2 separate regions of the Mus musculus genome follow, and region 2 is linked to region 1. The links are chromatin contacts, called in public Hi-C maps. All regions are on one chromosome and are shown on one strand. Each heading gives the region's core, a stretch centred on a gene start, on an enhancer-like site or on the middle of the called end of the contact. The rest is flanking DNA. Distances are from core to core; before and after follow the strand shown. Region 1 has its middle 100 kb from the start of Vav3. Region 2 overlaps Vav3 (vav 3 oncogene).

Region 1 (4,844 bases), core at 1,199-3,698:
GTGGCAAAGACAAGAGGAGAAGGAGTCAGAGGAGGGGAGAATGGAGGAGGGAATTGATTTCCTGAAGGCAGAGAACACAGATGGTGATGGGAAAGAGTCTATCATGGGCCCAGGGGAATGCACTCCCAACCAGAAGGTTTTCAATGAGCAAGCACTATTTTGAAGCTATAATGTAGGACCCAAGTATTTACTTGGACTATATTTCTAGACACTTATTATTGTATTTTAGTGGGATCTAGGGAAGATATTGCCAAGTATGTGCTGGTCCACTTTCTTGAACTAGTTTTGAGCCCAAACATTAATTTGACTCAGTGGTAAAGTACGAGGCCCTGGGTTCCATGCTCTGTCTCTAGTTCAGAAAACAAAAGCCAGAACAACAAAACACCTCCAACCCAACCCAACCAACAAAACAAACACACACCAGGAAACCCAAAAACCTCTCCTCTGGCTCTTTCTTCCTTATAATCATGTGAACTCCCTCATCCCAAGCTCCATGTTTCATTTTTATGATGGAAACTCTGGAAGCAGAAGCAGAGTATCTGTTTTTGTCACCTGCTGAGATGACACTAACTTGTCCCATATAACAATGCATCCACCTTCTGAGAAGTAATCAAGATAACAGAAACACCACTGAGTTGAGCATTAGTTGCCCTTAGAATCTGTGGAGTAACTTTGAAAATTTTGATTTTCTGATATAATTTTTACAGAATTCAGAAAAACATGGGCCCTTTGTACTCTCCCAAGCCTTTACTTTTGGTATTGATTCTTGATTTTGTGCATCTCCCTCCCTCATCCCCTCTCTCCTCCCCTCCTTCCTTCTCTCCCTCCTTTCCTCCTTCCTCCCCTCCTTTCCTTCTTCACCAGGAGCTTTTAAGTCTAAGTAATGTAGGGCTTTTGTGAAGAATCACTGATGTCTTCAAATGTTTTTCCACATATCTTGTCATAAATAGGATACCCAGAATTTCATACTTTAAAAACCGCTGAAACCTTCAGTGATCTTCAGAATATCCAGCCATATTTAACTTTTCTCTGAAATAACTAAGTCCACACTTGTGTGACCAACACTTTACAGGTTTCTTTCTTCTGCAGCAGTCTCCAAGGGACACAGTCACTTCCTGTGACATCCGATCACCAACCACATTCTTGCTTTGCAGAATCAGACCCAGGACATATAACAGGTGGTTTCCTGTACCTCTGAAAGATGAAGTCACCAGCAGGATGGGGAAGAATGGGCCGGGCACTTTGTCTTTGGCAGAAGGAAGTGTGTAATGGCTGCTGATGTTAATGGAGTGATCCAACTCTACCGTGCGTTTTTGAGTGTCCATCAGGAAGATAGTGGCTGTCATCCAGTTCTGTGCTCCATGTTGGACACACATGATGCTGCCACTTTCTTTGCATTCTTAGCACCTTTAATCCAACTCAACATGTTTACTTTGTGCAGGTTCTTGGCACTATGCAACCACAGATAGAGCCTTACCAGTGTATTCTGGAATCTTGCCATTTCTCTGTCTCCCATCTTGAACTTGGTTGTGTGTTAATGAGACACATCCTTTCAGCCCTGGATCTTAAGTGTCATCTTTCTGAGAATCACCCTACATTCACTACACTCTGTCACAATTGCTTGGCCTGTAAACTTCAGTGTGCTTGAGAACCATTAAAATAGTAACCATTAGATTGAAAGGTGTATGCTTGTATTATTGAAGCAAATAATGCTAGTGGCTATAATCAGATATACCACCAAATCCCAGTTATTTAATACTATTTATTTATATTATAGTATAATATTATAGATATATACTATTATTTAACTAAGGAGAAGGTTAATTCTTGCCCCTACAAAGCCCATCAAAGGAGATTTTTTTTTTCTATTCAGCTTTTTCAATAGGAACAACACAGAGAGTGGAGAAGATCATGAAGGTTTGAATGGACCAGACATAGGCTGGACTATGTTATATTTGCCCTTATTCCATTGGCCAAAACTCAGTCACATGGTGCTATTATAGAGAAGGAGGCTGAAGTATAAAGTAGCTGTGGACCTACGGGAAAGAAGAGGGAGCATTGACAAGTAGCCAGCTCGTCTACTGATGCGATGACTTAGTTACAGAAAACACAAAACTTGTTCAGAGTTCTCTAGTGGCCTTTTGTATGTTCTCTCCATTCGTGACCTATGGTGAGTTTAAGACCATACCTTTCTGATAATATTTCTGCAGACACACTTGGTGAAGTTGTGAAGTACAGACAGAATACCAGAATACCTCAGAATACTGTATTGTGGCTGTCTGTGTCTCTTCATTGCCTCTGTCTTGCTGATCCTGTATCATACCGGAGCCAACAGCTGAGGTGGTGGCATTTGGCCTGGGATCTAAACTTTGAGTTCCACAAGGGCACAGTCTGCTTCCTCAGTCCCAATCCCAGAACAGGGAAGTGATATCTTCAGTGCTAGCTCCTTCAGACTCAGACTGTGGATGACTTCCTGGAGGCAGAGCAGGCCCTGCAAAGGCCCTGTGCACAGGCAGAGTCTTTGGTCATTAGAGTCCTTGCTGCCTCTCTGACTTGTTTGCATCCAGACCCACACCTAACTGTCATACCTTAGCATCTCATTGTTTGGTTGTTGGGGAAGGCTGACTTTTTTTTTTTTTAACGAATTTTTTTTTAATTAGGTATTTTCCTCGTTTACATTTTCAATGCTATCCCAAAGGTCCCCCATACCCACCCCATCAATCCCCTACCCACCCACTGCCCCTTTTTGGCCCTGGCGTTCCCCTGTACTGGGGCATATAAGAAAACATTTGGTTGGTTGATCTTCGTTACATGAATAACTATTCTAAACCTTAGTGACCGAGCAGCAGCGCTATTATATTCATCAGAATTCCACCTAGCGCTCAGATTTTGAAATTTGGCTTGGCTGAAATGGATGCAAGGCTCAAGGCACCAGTTCTTGCCAAGTTTTGGCCACCACTGTACTGAGAGGCAGCGTGAGACAAAGGACAACATAGATTCTTTCTGAATCAGGGTGTCCCTGAGGAAAACCACCAGGAAAAAGTAGAGTCATGGGAGGGGAAAGAAAAACGGGACAGGTATAGACATTCACATATGCATGCAGAGAGATGGAGGGGAACAACCCTTTAAAATGTCTTAACTGCAGCTCAGATTGTCTAGTACAAATTCCTCTTTCTTTACTTACCCACATCAGCATTTCCTCTCTTCGGGGGCAGAAGGATGGCAGAGCAGGGGAAAGGGAAGGGAAGAAGATTCTGGAACCTGGCCTGGGTAGGGAGTGTTGGCATGGAGGGGAACAGAGAGGAGAGACACCCAGTGTGGGTCAGAAGTCAGGTGTGAGACAGTTGTTAGGACAGAATCAGGTGCTGAGGCCAGTGAGCATGTTCCTCTCTGCCCTCTCCAAAGTGCGTTCACACCGGAGTTTGCAACCTCACGCAGCCTGCATCTTGCTTCTGCAACTGAAACTTCAGGTACTTGTAGTCATTTCCTGTTCTTTGCCCTTGGTAGAGTCCCAGCTTTACCTGGGACATTAATTTAGATATTACAGCTTCCTCCAGGATATCGATGGGACACAGTTTTGGCTTACCTCCTGGAGAGTTTGAGCAAACTTTTCCCTTTCTGATGAAAGTTACACCATGTCCTCTTTGGTGTCCTTCCTTCCTTCCCTCCCTTCCTCCCTCCCTCCCTCCCTCCCTCCCTCCCTCCCTCCCTCCCTCCCTCCCTCCCTCCCTCCCTTCCTTCCTTCCTTCCTTCCTTCCTTTCTTCTGTTCTTTCTCCCTCTTTTATCTATTTAATGTAGAAGATGTTAAAGTGGAGATGAAGGAACCATTTTGTGACTATGGGCAATCCTAATACTGAGAACCACATGCTAAAGAAGAAGTTAATAACCTGTGCCCATGAAAACAATTATACTCAGTATCCTAGACACATGCATGCATACAGAAACACACACACCTTCCCCCACACAAACACACACATAAACATACAGACACATACAAACACACAGAAAAACATACATAAACATACACACTTGCACACACATAAGCACACATACATACATATACTCACACACAAACACATACAATACTTCACACACAGGTTCACACACATGCATATGCACACATGCCATATACATTCTCTTACAAACTCACACACATAATAACACACACATTCACACACATACTCAGTCACACTCATCCACACATAAATACTTATACACATCAACTCATGCACACACCATGCACACACATGCATGCACATATCCACTCACTCACATTTACACACACTCATACACACATACATACTTACAAACACAGACACACTTACACACACACACACACACATATACAAACTTACACATATGTGGATGCATGTGCACACAAACACACACACGAAGTCATCAAAGCAGGAGGGAGACTTTGTGGGAAGATGAGTTTTAACAGGAGAGGGATGGAGATGAGAGAAGGTAATGAGAGTCAAAGTAATGAAAATTCATTATATATACATAAATGTAGATTATAAAATTGCCAAGGCACAAAAATTCAATTAAAACGGTGTAAAAGGAGGATCTTGGGAAATTGCTCAGTGTGGTTAGGAGGGCTTCCTACTCTTGCAGAGGACTGGAGTTCAGTTCCCAGTGCCAGCTGGCTCACAGTCTCCTGTTACCCCAGTGCCAGAGGCTCTGGAGCCTCTCTGACCTGTATAGACACCTGCATGTGTGAACAAATACAATACAAAAATAATATAAGTAATAATATAATATAAATATACACTATAAATAACAAATATAATAAAGTTTTCATGGAAAAAGAACAGAGAGAATTGACAGTACTATACAGTCATTA
Region 2 (5,098 bases), core at 1,850-4,349, 240 kb after region 1:
TGGAAGGGATCAGGTGTAACAGGTGACTTGGCAGGCCAGGTGTGCTTCTGTACACCTGTAGTTCTGAGCCCAAGAGACAGAGGCAAGAGGATTGCCATAAGTTTAATGCCATCCCAGGTTACTATGTAGCATATCCATGAACCCATATTCCACATGATTCTTGATTTTTTTTTTCATGTGTTCAGTGTGAGGGCAGTGGGTGCTTATATGAGGAATAAGAAGAACCATGATAATAATTACTCTTACACTACAAATTCTCTAGATTTAGTCAAGTTGGGAATTTATACTAAATGCCACAGAAATTGCAGCAGGCCAACATCTCCGATGGGAGCAGATCTGGACAGTCCCAAGTGTGGCCCTTGTCTCAGATTGGATTGAGAGTGACTTGCCAGGCAGCTGACTTTACCGGGAGTGTTAATAGTGAATCGCTCTCACTGTGAGGTTGGAGAAAGGGTTAGACTAAACACATGACCTACAGTTTAAAACATCAGGCTGCTTTCTAGCTTACTAGTTTTATTACTTATAAATTGCCTTTTCTTGGCAGTTTTGTTGCTAGACTGCCAATTAAAAATGTTATTCTAAAAAAATATAAACTGTACATTGAGTTTTAAAAGCAATTTAAAACAGGATGTGTGCATCTGCTTTGGACTGTATTATTTAACGAGCATTTTTTTCAACAATGCACTTTCATCTGGGGCTTCGCACATCACCATCATTCATCTTGGTAATGCCTGTCTTCAACAGTTGTCCATGAACACAGGCAGTTCAAAGGAGTAATGCCACTTAGCAATGTTCCATATTTCTGTTACAGTTAGAAAATTTTAGTATTGCAAGTTTTAAGAAGTTGTGTGTCAACCGAGCCTTCCAGGATATTGTGAAATACCTCTATTTCAAGACACTATTAAATATGCATATTGGAAACATCTTCTTAAGAAAACATCTGGGGTCTGAATTAGTCATTATTCGTCAGGAGTGTGACAATAGCCAAATTTGTTATGATAATGTGAATGTTGTCTTTCTGTAAATTATTAACTTCCAATTCTTGGTTTGTATTAGTAGCTTTCAAGGAGCGAGCTACTTGAAATTTAGAGGGGAAATGGCATTTGCTGACTTGCTGTTTCCTCTCATAACTGAGTACAATGTTTCAGTTAATAAAAAAGGAGAAGAAAAATGAGCAAGCATCCTCTATTGTTCCCCAAGAACCATCTCAAAAGAAATAGCTAAGTTGGACATAGTAGTGCACACCTTAAATTCCATCACTTGGGAGGCAGAGGCAGGCTGATCTCTGCCAGTCCAAGGTCAGCCTGGTCTATAGAATAAGTTCCAGGACGGCCAGAGTCTCACAAAGCCAAGCTAAGTTGCTGAAAACATTTGCTCTACTAGTGATGTCAGAGCTCAGTTGGACTGTGGGAGGTGGAATATATGAAGCGCTGAAGAGCTAGGTTGTTGTGCCTGTGGTACACCTTGAGGGGGTGCTCTTTAAATGCATGAAATTCAAGGTCAGGTATAATGGCTTCTCTCCCTCTTGGCTCATTCCTCTATAGAGGCTGGCGAAATCCCTTATCAGCATCATTCTATAAGTCCTGAAGCCCAGTAGAACATTAGCTTCTCTTTCCCAAATGTCTACATACTTGAAACAAAACATTTGCGAAAGGACCAAAAGAAAATATTAACATTCATATGGAAATCATCTTTCTTAGCGAGGTACTTTGGTTTGAAACGATCATATTGACACCTAGATGCGAAGAGTTGATTTCTGTGGGTTTAAAACAGTTCCTTTTGGGGTGATGAGCACTACAAGTTCAAATCCACTGCCCATCATTACATTTGTGATTATATCAGGGTTGTTGAATCCTCATTCCTGGTTATGGTGGCTCATGTCATTAATTTCATCACTGAGACAGAGTCAGGGGCAAGGGTAGAGGGCAGAGGGGCAGGAGGGAAGGGGGCAGAGACTGAAAGAACTCTGTGAGTTTGAGGCCAGCCTCATCTACATAGCAAATTTCAGGACAGCCCGGTCTATGCAGTGCAACCCTGTCTCAATCAAAACAAGACAAGACAAGACAAGACAAGACAAGACAAGACAAGACAAGACAAGACAAGACAAGACAAGACAGGACAGGACAGGACAAGACCCATTAGGGAGGTTAGCTTCACTTTCTGTGTTTTATTCACAGTTAAAGAATTGATACTTTAAGAGTAAGAACAATTCTACCAAATATTCTGAAGTGTAATTTTGCCCTTATAGGCTGAAGATAATAAGTCTACTAGTGAAAAGTAAGTTCCTACATCAGTTTACACGTTCTTTACGCATGCCAGGCAGCCACCCCAGTGTTTGTTGTGACTTCGTTTTACATTTAGTTCAGTTACCATTCTAAGAAGCTTGAGTATAGAAAAATTAACTGAGGAATGTTGGAAGACTTTTTTTTCTCTCTGATACTTCAGTTTTATTTCTTTCTCTATTTCAGAACCAGATGTTTATTTTTCTCTTGTCTTTTTCATTTTTCTTTCTTTTCTTCTCTTTCTCTCTCTCTTTCTTTCTTTCTTTCTTTCTTTCTTTCTTTCTTTCTTTCTTTCTTTCTTTCTTTGGTTTTCCGACACATGGACTGGACATATAGAATATGAAATAAGGTGACTTGGAAAGAAATTCAGAACTTCTGTAATGGAATGAAGGCACCTTTTTAAGGTGCCATGCTCTAGGAAATGGAGAGGTTGTTCCTGAGTTAGGGCCTCTGTACCTCTGCCTCTCCATCACCTCTCTGCATGGCTCTCTGCCTTTCTGTAGCCTCTTAGTTCTTGGCTTCTGATCAAATTTCATTTAAATGACAACAAAAAGAAAGGTTGAAAACTATTTACTTGCTTATAACAATACAAACATATTTTTGCATTTCTCATTAAAATATTTTGCTGAATACAAATTTAATATGCAATTACCAACAACATGTTCATATAAATAATATAAATGTCAAGCTAGGCATGATAGGATTCTGTCTCAAAAGTACAGCAACAACCAAACAAGACATCAAGGAACAGGAACAAAAGTGAGATTGCATAGCAGTGTCCCTTACTAGAGAGTTGCTGTTGCTAGTGTGTCACTATGTGCAATGTTTGAATATCCTGTTTATTGGAGCAGCAGGCAGCCCTGGGCTGGGAATCAGGAGGGAAGCCAGGGAGATGGAGCCCTCAGCCTTGTCATCTCTGAGCATGTTCTTCCTTATTTATGTTTGTTTCCTCCTCTGCAAGCAGCAGGAAGGCCAAAGTCCTTCTTGGACATTTTTTTTAGAAGGCAGGACCTAGGGTAAATGCTGGGGAGACGAATCAGCAGTTAAGCGTGCTTGCTGCTTTTCCTGAAGGTCTGAGTTTCAGTCCCTTAACCCACACTGAGTAGTTCACAACAGTCTGTAACAACAATAGAGGAGATAGATGTGATGTCTCTGCTTACCTCAGTGCACACCCATGTATACACGGCATATCCACACATAGATATGCACATAAACCAAAAATAAGAATTGAGTCTTAAAGCATAAACTGACTTATGACTTCCCCCTCCATAGAGGTGTTCCATATCATTGTGTTCTCTCCAGAGTTTTCATTAGGCTGTGAAAAAAATGACACTGTTCCAAGACCTGCTGTGGCTTAGAGATTCACCAAGCTCTAATGAGCACAAGGGGATCTACTCCACCTGTTTCATTTTCGTTGAAGGAGACTTTCCAGTGAGTTGCTCTGAAATAAAGTTCCAGAAGATTATTAATGATGTATCATGGAGCAAAAGAGGAAACAGATATTTTAGCATCTGAGATGTTAAAAAGAAAACTAAGAACTTAAAAAAAAATTGTGTTTGTCTTCATGACATCATTATTATTCCCTGAGGAATAATAATGATAATTAAGGTAAAAATTAGAGGGTAACCAAAGAGTCAAAATAACTAAATTGAACTATTTTTAAATGTTCTTCATTTTCAAAACAGAGATAAGGTCTTATTATATATAGGGGGTGGCCTTGAGCTTGTGACAACGCCTCTCCCAGAGTTTCCTGGGTAGCATGCTTACAGGAGTGTGTGTGTGTGTGTGTGTGTGTGTGTGTGTGTGTGTTTGTGTGTGTGTGTGTGTGAGTGTGTGTATGTGTGTGTGAGAGTATGTTTGAGTGTGTGTGAATGTTTGTGAGTGGGGTGTGAGTGTGTGTGCCATTGTGCCTTTTTATTAAAACTTTATCAATGCCTGTTATATAAGGTGCTCCAATGCAGATATTTAATCCTTCTGTTGGTCCCAAACAATTATACATTTTAAAAAGGCAGTTGGAGCCCAGAAAGTTGGTGGCCATGATGCATTGAGACAATCTTGTATTTAAACATTGTGGCAGAAAAATCTTGAACATTTCTATCATAATATAAGCCTCTGTACTCACATAAACCAGTATACAGGATATGGATACATATGGATGCCCAAGCACACTCCCCAGTTCATGTCTTGCTTTAAAAAGAGCAGACTCCTTAAAACTCACCACTGGTGAGACTGTGCCCTGTCGGCCCACTGGTGAGACCTGAAGCTGTGGCCGCTTTGCTTTGTGTGGTACAGTTGAAGTTAGAAACCTGTAACTTTTCGTAGGACTCATCTCCCTGGAGGTTCATTTACTAGGGGTGTGTTCTTCAGTGTGGTGATGCTGAGGCGGTAGAACCTTGAGGAAGCGGGGCTGATGTGAAGCAGTTAGGTCATTGGGGATGCTCCTGTGGAAGGCTTCGTGTGGTCTGCTAGAGTGAGTTCTCTGGTTAGTCAGTTGTTAGTAGGTGAGGCTATCCCATGTCCTGGACCTCTATTCACTGCTGGTTTATTGGCCATCCACTGCCACGTGTTAGAGCCAAGGGAGCCCTCACCAGAGGCCCAGGAGTCAAGGTTGCCTGTTGTTGGACTTCAGCTTCCAAGGCTGTTTTGTAATACCCTTCCCCCTTTACCCTCTTTCCACTCCCTCTCCTTTGTTGTCTCCCAGGATGGTCTTGAACTCATAGGCTCCTTCTGTCTTAGCCTCCCAGGAGCTGGGCTATAGGTGTCCACATTTGTAGTAAAACTCTCTACCTTTTGAAGTATCCAGCTTCAGGCATCTT

Evidence for each region. A called contact is a pair of places that touch in the nucleus more often than the background predicts.
Region 2: a contact with region 1 is called in a Hi-C map of bone marrow-derived macrophages, with 22 read pairs. The contact joins two enhancer-like sites. A contact is called at or near these places in 1 of 15 datasets of contacts at CTCF or cohesin (large pre-B cells), 2 of 484 Hi-C or Micro-C datasets (bone marrow-derived macrophages and stem cell-derived neural stem cells), 1 of 115 datasets of contacts at active chromatin or transcription factors (cardiomyocytes) and 2 of 9 other capture datasets (adipose tissue and liver).

What each region holds. Positions count from the first base shown.
Region 1 is chr3:109,235,948-109,240,791 of GRCm38.p6, forward strand. No RefSeq gene overlaps it. Among named protein-coding and RNA genes, the nearest start is that of Vav3, 100 kb to the right of the region's middle. Within about 2 kb of position 2,449, at least 14 of the 459 cell types and tissues checked have an H3K27ac peak or open chromatin away from gene starts, as enhancers often do. A contact at or near this core is called in bone marrow-derived macrophages, where this site is marked.
Region 2 is chr3:109,477,637-109,482,734 of GRCm38.p6, forward strand. All of the region lies in intron 2 of Vav3 (vav 3 oncogene), which reads left to right. Among named protein-coding and RNA genes, the nearest start is that of Vav3, 140 kb to the left of the region's middle. Within about 2 kb of position 3,100, at least 10 of the 459 cell types and tissues checked have an H3K27ac peak or open chromatin away from gene starts, as enhancers often do. A contact at or near this core is called in bone marrow-derived macrophages, where this site is marked.